Linked DNA regions of Mus musculus: all the other regions are linked to region 1. Evidence: chromatin contacts called from public Hi-C and promoter capture Hi-C data. All regions are on one chromosome and are shown on one strand. The core of a region is the stretch at or near the end of the contact, and the rest is flanking DNA. Distances in the headings are between cores, read along the strand shown.

Region 1 (3,029 bases), core at 408-2,907:
CTCTCTCTCTCTCTCTCAAATCTCCCTCCAAAAAATAAAAAATAAAATAAAATAAAATAAAATAAAAATTCTATCACTAATGAATTAGAGGTCAGCCTCAGAAACATTAAGACGCTGTTTTGCAACCTAAATAAAGGATCTGGAGCAATGACCCCATTGTTAAAAACACTGACTGCTTTATGAGAGAGGATGAAGCCTAGAATTCCAGCATCCCTACATGGTAGCTCACACTCTCTGAAACCAACTCCAGTGCTGGGGAATCTGGTGCCTTCTTCTGGCCTCCATGGGCATTGCATGCAGGCACATGGTACACAGACGCAGACAAAACATATTTAAATTTTAAATTTTTAAATAAATAGAGCTGAAGAAATGACTTAATGGCTAAGAGCACTTATTGCTCTATCTGGATTTCAGCTCCCAGCACCTGCAGCTCCAGGGGGACCCAATGACTCTGATCTTTACCAGCACTCAGATAGCCAATACAGACACACACAAAGAATTAATAATAATAATAATAATAATAATAATAATAATAATAGACAATTTAAAAAGAATTCTAGATAGTTTTCCTTCAAGTTATGTATCTTGTTTAAATCAATTTGTGGAGAAGAGAGGGGAAGAGAAGGAAGGAGGAGGAAAAGAGGGGAGGAGGGGAAAAGGACGAGGGAAGGAAGGAGAGAATATGAAAATAAATCTTCTTGCTTTGACAAGAGAAAACCAAAGAAAGGACTCTCTAAGCTGATAGCACCAACTGGTCAAGCCAGAGTGGCAAGCAGTTTTACTGCAGGCCTAGCCATAAATCTTAGAAAAGTCAAAGAAAGGTCCCCCCCACTCCACCCCCCACCCCCGCGCCCCAGGAAGTACTCAGTAGGCTTTTTTTAAGTTAATAGAACATGAAAAGGAGACCTAAAAGCTTATCAAATGGCCTGCCTGTCAACTCTGCTCCTCTCTCTCTACCTTGTGGCAACACATCTAATTTTAACGGAGGCAAGGCTGTCTTAATGAAGTGCAGAAGGAAGAAGTACGTAACTTTTGTCAGAAGCCAGAACTATCCAAACATTTTCAAGAGCAGAGGACGGCCATCCTTGAAAAGGAATCTCCTAGAAACAAAACATCTTGAAGAAGATTCCATGTGCCTCGGAAAATAAAGGTTTGTTACAATTTTTGTTCAACTCCTGCATCTGATTAAGACAAAAATTAAATTAAATTTAAAAAGTAACTGAGGCTCTGATAGCGACCTTGACAGATTTACAAAGAAAGCGTCCTCTGCAATTATGACCAGGCTTCTAGTACACTCCACCTCTCAGGCCCTCTGATTTCCCAAGTGTGTTAGAACATGGTAATTAAAACAAGCCTTATTCCAAGCTCTAAGGTTGGCTAAGTCCTGGTCTTGTGCTTTGGCTTTGGGATGTAAAGGGCTCTTTGAAAACAATCAACATACCACTTCTGTCTTGATCAAGATGCATTCCTTTAATCTTATTCTACCTTAAATAAATGTTTGGAATTAGCAGCCCGGGGTTGGGTTTCCGCCCTCTAGCGGAACCCAGATGGCCTGAGAGCCCACCGGCAGTAAAAACTACGTCTCCCAGAATGCTCCGGGAAGGCGGATGCCTCCCCCCCATTGGCCAAGGGTGGGTGACGCTAAGTGTTTTGGCTCGACGGTCACATGTTTCCTTTGTTGTGAGCAGTGGCAGAGACTGGCGGTGGCTCGAGGAGACGCCGGCGCAGCAGGGACGGGGGTCGCCGCTCGTGCCGCTTCCAGCCTGCGCCGAGAGGTACCAGGGTGGCCGCTCCAAGCGGCATGCGACCGCGGCGCTGATCCCCGGCACCGGCGGGAGGGAGGCGAGGTCCCTGGCTGCCAGAAGCCCGATGCGGCCTCGGGCGTGGGGACAGGGCAGGGACGAGCCCCGCGGCAGCAATACACTTAGGGTGGAAGCGGCCGGAGTGTTTCGGCCTCGGACCTGGAGTTTCCGTGGGGTGACCGTGAGTGCTGTCGCCTAGCACGGATAAGGATCGGGGTGCTGGGGCCATAGCAGCCAGCAGCACAGTTGCGAAACATGCGGGGCGTGGTCACCTGACCGTTACCCGCCCCCGCGAAGCCTTTGTTTACCGGGAGCGCGGCCTCGGGCCGTCCCGGGGGAGCCCCCACCCGGCTGCCCGCTTCCTTCTCAGGGCCCTCTGCTTCTTAATTTAGTTCCCAATGTTCCCGCCCCCAAGCCCTGGGCACCCGAGGCGAAGATCGTTCGGGCGGCCGGGATTGGGCGCTGCAGGCGGGCCGGGCCGGCGAGTTCCGAATTTTTATTGGCAGGGGGTGGTAGGTGGGTGGCCCGTGCCAGGCAGTCCCGCCCTCGCCTGAAGGTGACCTGGAGGACGCGGGCGCCGAGGGAGGGGAGCAGCGGGGCGGTGGGTAGGAAGGGGGCGTGCCCTGCAGAGGCCAGGGGGTGGGGGCTAACCCGTAGCTCCTGGCGTAGGACAGCGCGCAGCTCTGCGAAGTTGCCCTTGCCTGCTCTGTCCAGCCTTAGGTAGTAAAGGATGACCCACAAGGCCACATTTGAGAAGCTTCAATATCAGCTCTAGCGGATTTTAATCATGTCAATTTTTTTTTCTGTTAGTGTTCTCAGCTGACACCTGGCACAACCACCAGATGGTTGATGGTTGATAATGGTTTGGTGTTTTGTTTTTCTTTATTAGGATTTAATATGTATCCCTTGCCACTAAAAATATAAACGGTGGCTTTTACCTTTAAAAAAAAAGATATTTTGAGGTTATTCACCTAAAAGTTTTTTGGTTTTGGATTTTTGAATGAGCTTTCTTAGTTTTCCCTTTTTGGGGCACACAATTTCGTGTATTAATCTCCCAGGTAATTGAGAAGTTTCTGATAAGTGAGTTGAAGGTGTGTTTGGAAAACTGTACATTAAGATAACCGAAAGCCCAGTCATTTCCAGACGGAGGATATTAAAGGTGGTTTTCCAAATCTCTTAAACTTATGGTGCAGCTAGGTTTTGTCATTTTATCTCAGAAAAGTTGAG
Region 2 (2,847 bases), core at 267-2,766, 1.1 Mb before region 1:
AGGCCAACATCAGGACCATCATCCCATTGCAGCAAAATCCCCAGGAGTAAGACAAAATTAACTCCCAAGTATTTTGACTTCTAGCCCAGGCCCTTATATCTATCTGATGAGTCAGGTAAACATCCAGGAAAATAAGATATATATACCTGTGGTCACACAAGGTGTTTAGTGTAGAGTGCTACCCACTTCTGGACAATGGACATGCTCACATGGAGGTTATTTTCATCTACCATGAAAATACCATGAAGAGCCTTATGTCATTTCAAGGGTGTAGAAATTAAATAGCTACAAGATCAGATGTTCATAGGGTCTGAGCTACAGGTAGTATGGCTTGTAGTAAACTAAATAAATTGTCAAATGTGTGGAAGGTCATCAGCAGAGAGTTCAGGACAGTCTGGAGGACCGTTATTTCTGTAGAAGGTGTTGGTGGACATCCAGAGATATATACTGCTCCAAGTTCATCAGCTCTTGACCCTATCTAAGCTACTCACTTTCTATTGTTAAATCTGTTGCCTCTTCTGTATGAGGTTTTGATTAAGAATAAGTCCCAGAGGATGGATTTGGAGATTGAAAGAGATGTTATCTGCATTGTGCTTGACATATGGGGCCCCTTACTAATCCCAGCCACTATTATAATCACCTAGGACACTGCCTAGACCTGTTCTCTGATTTTTTTTTATGACCTTTAACTATTAACATTCCTTCTTTGAGCACCACCCTCCCAGTTTTCCCAATGAGGATGTCAGAAAGATCCCCAGATCTCATATATCTTGGAAATCATAGAATTGTTATAGGGTAGGGTTGATTGTGGAGGTAGGATCTAGGCCTGGTAAGATAGAAATGCCTCAGTTGCAGAGGATAAAATGAGAGATAGGACAAAGTGTGTGTGTGTGTGTGTGTGTGTGTGTGTGTGTGTGTGTAGGGGTAGACCTATTTGCTTTTTCTAGCTTTACTCAACAAGATTTCTGTTGGCCACTTTGGAAATCCCCAAGCTAAAGTTAGTTCTGTGTTGACTGAAACAAAAACTCAAGGTCACAAAAAGAGAGAAATAAACAGAAGTGAAACCAAGCTGATGGTAAGCAAAGCATGACAAACAGAACCAGGTGTGGCCCTCGAGAAGGAAAAGGCCATTTTGATTGTAGTTGAATGTGTCTCTCATAGGTAGGACTATCAAGTCTACATTACATCCTTTCAAAATCCAAGCAATAGTCCTAAGGCCTGATGCTGCCTTCTATCTGGCTTCATCCTCATATTCCAAGCTCAGCCTTTAATATTAAAATCTTGGAAGTGCAGGGCAAATGAAGTTTTAGAATCAACCACTTGTCACTTTGCATGTTAGCAGGGTACCAGAGAGGAGTTGACTGGATCAGAACTATGGAGTTCTATCTCTATTTCCTAACCTGGAAAGAAATGAATAACTGAGTGAACAAGCACAAAAACCCCAGTTACTTGAAATTCTATGAAAATGACACATGATTTCAGTCCTTCATAACTTTATCTCCTGTGTCCACAGATTGGGACTTCCTCCTCATGACCAGAAATTCTGCTTTCAGGACTTCATCATGGTGATGTCACATGGCCTAAGTGACATGGAGACTCAAAGCTAGAGTTTACTTTTTAAATTTTTATTATTTTGTTTCGTGTGTGTGCGTTTGTGTTTGAAAAATTGGGGGCCACTTGTATGTCACAGTAATCATGTGGGGGCCAAAGACCGACTTGTTAGAGTTTATTTCATCATTGAGTCTCAGGAAGTGGATTAAAAGGAATGTTTAGTCTGCTGAGCCATCTCACTGGCCACTCAGGGTACACTTTTAAGAAGAAAATTATATACACTTTCACAGGGTCTAAGTTGCCTTGGAGAAGGAGCTGGATGGATGTCTACAGCAGTGAAGAGGGACCCATGGGCATGTGAGAAGGACAATATCTCATCTTTGTTTAATGACATTATTTCTTACAGAGAATAGTCTAGAAAGAGCCACACCAACACACTTTCAGGGTGTTTTCTAGGATAAACTAGATTTTTTATTAAAAAATTAACTTTATGTATACAGATGTTTTGTTAACAAGTATGTCTGTATCATATGCATGTGTGTTGCCCAAAGAGTCCAGAAGAAGGCATTGGATCACCTGAACTGGAGCTATATTTGTGAGTTATTATGTAGGTACTGTGAATTGAATCCAGGTCTCCTGAAAGAGCAGCCCATCCTCTTATCTACTGAGCCATCTCTCCAGCCCTGAAGTTTGTTTCTACATGTTTTCTAGCTTTTCAAAGAATATGTTTAATTATAAAACAAAAGCATGGGGTTATTTAATAATCATTATTCTCTTTTTGAGAAAAGCTGACAATGCATCTGTAAAAGCATGGATACTGTGTTACTTTGAAGAGGTTGAAAGGTGAGATGTGAGCTAGGTACATGGGTTTATTAATATAATTCCAGGACTTGAGAGGCTGAGACAGGAGGGTGATCCAAACATACAGATTCAAGATCAACTATATATCAATATCTGTCTCACATAAATACGTATACATATACATAATTTCATGAATATGGATATGAGGTGTGTATGTATGCCTTTGTCTGTGCCTATACTTATTGTCTGCATCTATGGCTAACCACTGTGGATATCTGTGGAGCAGAAATTTAGGTTATATTGGTTTTTAATTTTTATCTACATTAAAATATAACATCATATTTTTGGCAAACTATGGGAAAGAAATTTTATATCTTTTAGTCTTTTTGCTCTAGGTCAGTTAACACTAGACAAACATGTATTTCCTGTCTGTTCACATATTTACTAGAAGAACTCTGTATTTGGTGTTACATTGAAAACAAGACAGAAAACCAT
Region 3 (3,082 bases), core at 230-2,729, 1.2 Mb before region 1:
TACAGAGCTCCTTCAAAGGACAGAGGCATCCACTTAAATTTAACTATTAGTTCCACAGACTGAAATCTGCTTGCTAACCCAAGGTTGGGCACTCTTGCTTTGTTTTGGTCATATGCATACACGTGTTTCTCATACCCCAAGAGCTAAGGGTTATGCTGGATTTTACCTCATGGGGATGAGATCCCAGAAGGCCAGTAAGGAAGCTCTCTGGTGGGTGTGTCTGACGTGTGCCTGGCAGGTTCCAGGGATCCTGAAGGAGAGAAGGGTATGTATAAAGATCTGGGGAAAGAGAAGGCACATACACATAACTATAGGTCTTCCTAAAACCCGGAGGATGTTTGTAAGTATCTATTTTGTATTTTTTTCAGACAAAAGTCTCCCTAATTCGGGCTATCTTGCAACTTGAGACAATTTTCTTGCCTCAGCTGCTCCACCATGTCTAGTTCATTTGTATTAGGCCAGCAAGGTCAAAGTGAGGAATTTACAGAACTCTGTTTCTCACTGGGGCAGAGCCTTTACTTGCTCTGGCAGGATCTTCTTCTTCTTCTCCTTCTTCTTCCGTCTCTCTGTTTCTTTCTGTCTCTCTCTCTCTCCCCTTCTCTGTCCCCTCTCTTTCTCTGCCTCTACTCTCTTCTCAATTCCCCTTCCCATACCCACAAATAAACTCTATTCTATACTAGACCTGTCTAGTATATGACTGGTACCTCGAGGAAGGAAGGAGGGATGCTTCAGTGTGGACCACTGAGTAAAGTACCCCCTCCCACTGTACTATACGTCCCTTCTATAAAACATATCCTTGGATTTTTAAAAACACATTGCTCTTCTTCCTTTTTTTTTTTTTTTTTTTTTTTTTGGGTTTTTTTGAGACAGAGTTTCTCTGTAAAGCCCTGGCTGTCCTGGAACTCCCTTTGTAGACTGGGCTGACCTCGAACTCAGAAATCCGCCTGCCTTTGCCTCCCAAGTGCTGGGTTTAAAGGCGTGCTCCACCACGCCCGGCGTCTTTTTCTTCTTTTTAAAAATGGGGTGTAATATAGCCAGGTTTGTATGCAGCTGTTACGACCTTGACTTTCTGACCTAGCCTCCACCTCCATAGTGCTGGGGTTGCAGGAGTAGGCCACCACTTAAGCACGACTTAGGCTTCACACTTGTTAGGCAAATAGCCTGTTAAGTGAGTACACTTCCAGTTCGGATTTTCATCCGCAACAGATGCGGTAGGCTCATGCCCAGAAATAATCTGCGAGCACTAGCGAGCAGCTACGGGGCAAAGCCCGCGCACGCGCCCTGGGTATTCTGCCACCCGCGGCTACACTCACCAGCTCCGAGGCCGCAGAGCCCGCGCAGCACACAGCATCACCCCGGTAGCCATAGTTTTTCACGCCACCCGCTGGCGGGCAGCTTCCGGGAGCACGCCCCTGGGCGGTCCGACCTGAGGTACCCGGTCGGGTCTGGCAGGCCTCGGCCCGGAACTCGCGGGTCTGGGATTCCGAGAGGCGGGCCCGCAGCTGGCCCCGCCCCCGACGCAGCCCCGCCCCGGGCAAGCAACGGTGGCTTCGCCGCGCCCTTTTGCGGGCGTCCCGCCTTCTGTGGATGCTGCGGTGTTTTCCTGCTCTCTGCTCCGCCTGGCCTATGTGTTTACATCTATGAAAACGCCCCGCTCTTCTAATAAATGCGCCCGTCTGGCCCCCTATCCTTCACCAGCCTAGTTCTTTTATGCATGCAATCGAGCTCAGGGCCCGCTGCCGTCTGCCGCTAGATGCATGCTGGCGCCCGCCCGGCTGGCGCTCGCGAGATGCCCAATAGCGCGAATTGATGGATGGCGGAAGCTAGTTACTAAGCTGGACTCGGAGCCGCGGAGGTAGAACTAGAGATCTGCACACCACCCTGGTTCTGCATCGCCGGGCGGGATCTCAAGGCTTTGCCAGCCTGCTCACACCGACCCTCATCGGCGACCACATCAGTGGCAGCGGAGTATCCCCGTCCTCCCCCCCCTGTCTACCGAAGAACCGAGGCGGCCCGGTCCGCGTAGGGAGCGGTTTCCCGCCGGGGCGATTTGGCAGGTGCGCGCCGTGACTTCCGGCGTTGCCCGGGAGCCGCCGGAGGAGGAGCGGCGCAGGGGATGCGGCTGTGGCGGCGGCGGCGGCGGCCGAGCGCAGGAGGCGGCTGTGGCGGCGGCTGGGGGCACGGGCCGGCGATGGCGCGGCGGCGCTGAGGGCAAGGGTGGGCGGCGGCCGGAGGGCGGGCGGCGCGGGAGGAAGCTGCGGCAGCTCCATGGCCCAGGCGTGCTGAGGGACACGGCTCTGGCTTCAGCCCGGCAGCGGCCGAACAATGAAGCTCTTGAAGCCAACCTGGGTCAACCACAATGGTGAGTGCACGCAGGAGTCGTGGGCGGCCGAACCTGCATCGGGGTGGGGTCTGGGATTGGCTTGCGGCGGTGCTCAAGTCCTGCCCACCTTGTCCAGACGCTGGTGCCGGGTGCTGGAGCTGCAGAACGGGCAGGAGCAGACTTTGTCCCCGGCTCTGGGACACCGGCGAGCCCGGGCACGTGCTTCGGGCTGGTTGCAGCGAAGTCCGCCTTTGCCTCAGGCAATGGCGCTGTGTCCTGCGCCGCCCACCCTTAATCTGGGATGCCTGGCTCTGGTGAGCCGGCTTGGGTACCGACCTGGTGCTGCCATCCGGCTTCACCATCCAGTATGTGCTCAGATGGTTGTGAGTATGAAACTGGGGCGACATCCCCCTTGTGGCCTTTCAGCGGCTCGGTGAATCTGCATGAGATACTTACTGGCTGTATTGCCCTTTCTGAGGCCTGGAGTTTGTGACAGTGCCCCCACTCGGGCTATTGCGATCCTGGAATGGGAAGGGCCTGGGCTCAGGTCCTACGGAGGACCACGAAAGAACCACGTTTAATGTAAGGATTGGGGCTTCAGATGACTAAGATTGGGGCCAGTGGTGCACAGGAGACAAGCGACTTTGGATCCGTGATAGTGACTTCAAATAGCAGATTCCTACACCCTGGTGGAGAAAGCAGCCGGTGGCATCCAGTTTTGTCGAGAACTACTGCAGGAGGTTGTTTGCTCTCTGCCGA

What was found. Promoter capture Hi-C pulls out the DNA fragments that hold promoters and counts their contacts. A called contact is a pair of places that touch in the nucleus more often than the background predicts.
Region 2: a contact with region 1 is called in a Hi-C map of B cells, with 8 read pairs. The contact joins the enhancer-like site here to the promoter of Klhl24 in region 1. A contact is called at or near these places in 2 of 39 promoter capture datasets (pre-B cells and stem cell-derived epiblast-like cells), 1 of 484 Hi-C or Micro-C datasets (B cells) and 2 of 115 datasets of contacts at active chromatin or transcription factors (embryonic stem cells and pro-B cells).
Region 3: a contact with region 1 is called in a promoter capture Hi-C map of pre-B cells. The contact joins the promoter of Mrpl40 here to the promoter of Klhl24 in region 1. A contact is called at or near these places in 6 of 39 promoter capture datasets (the C10 cell line, the HPC-7 cell line, cranial neural crest and 3 more), 2 of 484 Hi-C or Micro-C datasets (B cells and cardiomyocytes) and 8 of 115 datasets of contacts at active chromatin or transcription factors (astrocytes, embryonic forebrain, embryonic stem cells and 5 more).

What each region holds. Positions count from the first base shown.
Region 1 is chr16:20,095,897-20,098,925 of GRCm38.p6, forward strand. It overlaps Klhl24 (kelch-like 24), which reads left to right and starts at 1,658. Exons shown (of 8, transcript NM_029436.3): 1 at 1,658-1,775.
Region 2 is chr16:19,006,440-19,009,286 of GRCm38.p6, forward strand. No RefSeq gene overlaps it. Among named protein-coding and RNA genes, the nearest start is that of Hira, 130 kb to the left of the region's middle. Within about 2 kb of position 1,517, at least 27 of the 459 cell types and tissues checked have an H3K27ac peak or open chromatin away from gene starts, as enhancers often do. A contact at or near this core is called in B cells and pro-B cells, where this site is marked.
Region 3 is chr16:18,875,158-18,878,239 of GRCm38.p6, forward strand. Mrpl40 (mitochondrial ribosomal protein L40) reads right to left here and starts at 1,480. Exons shown (of 4, transcript NM_010922.2): 1 at 1,314-1,480; 2 at 167-250. The coding sequence starts at 1,366. Hira (histone cell cycle regulator) reads left to right here and starts at 1,593. Exons shown (of 25, transcript NM_010435.2): 1 at 1,593-2,362. The coding sequence starts at 2,326.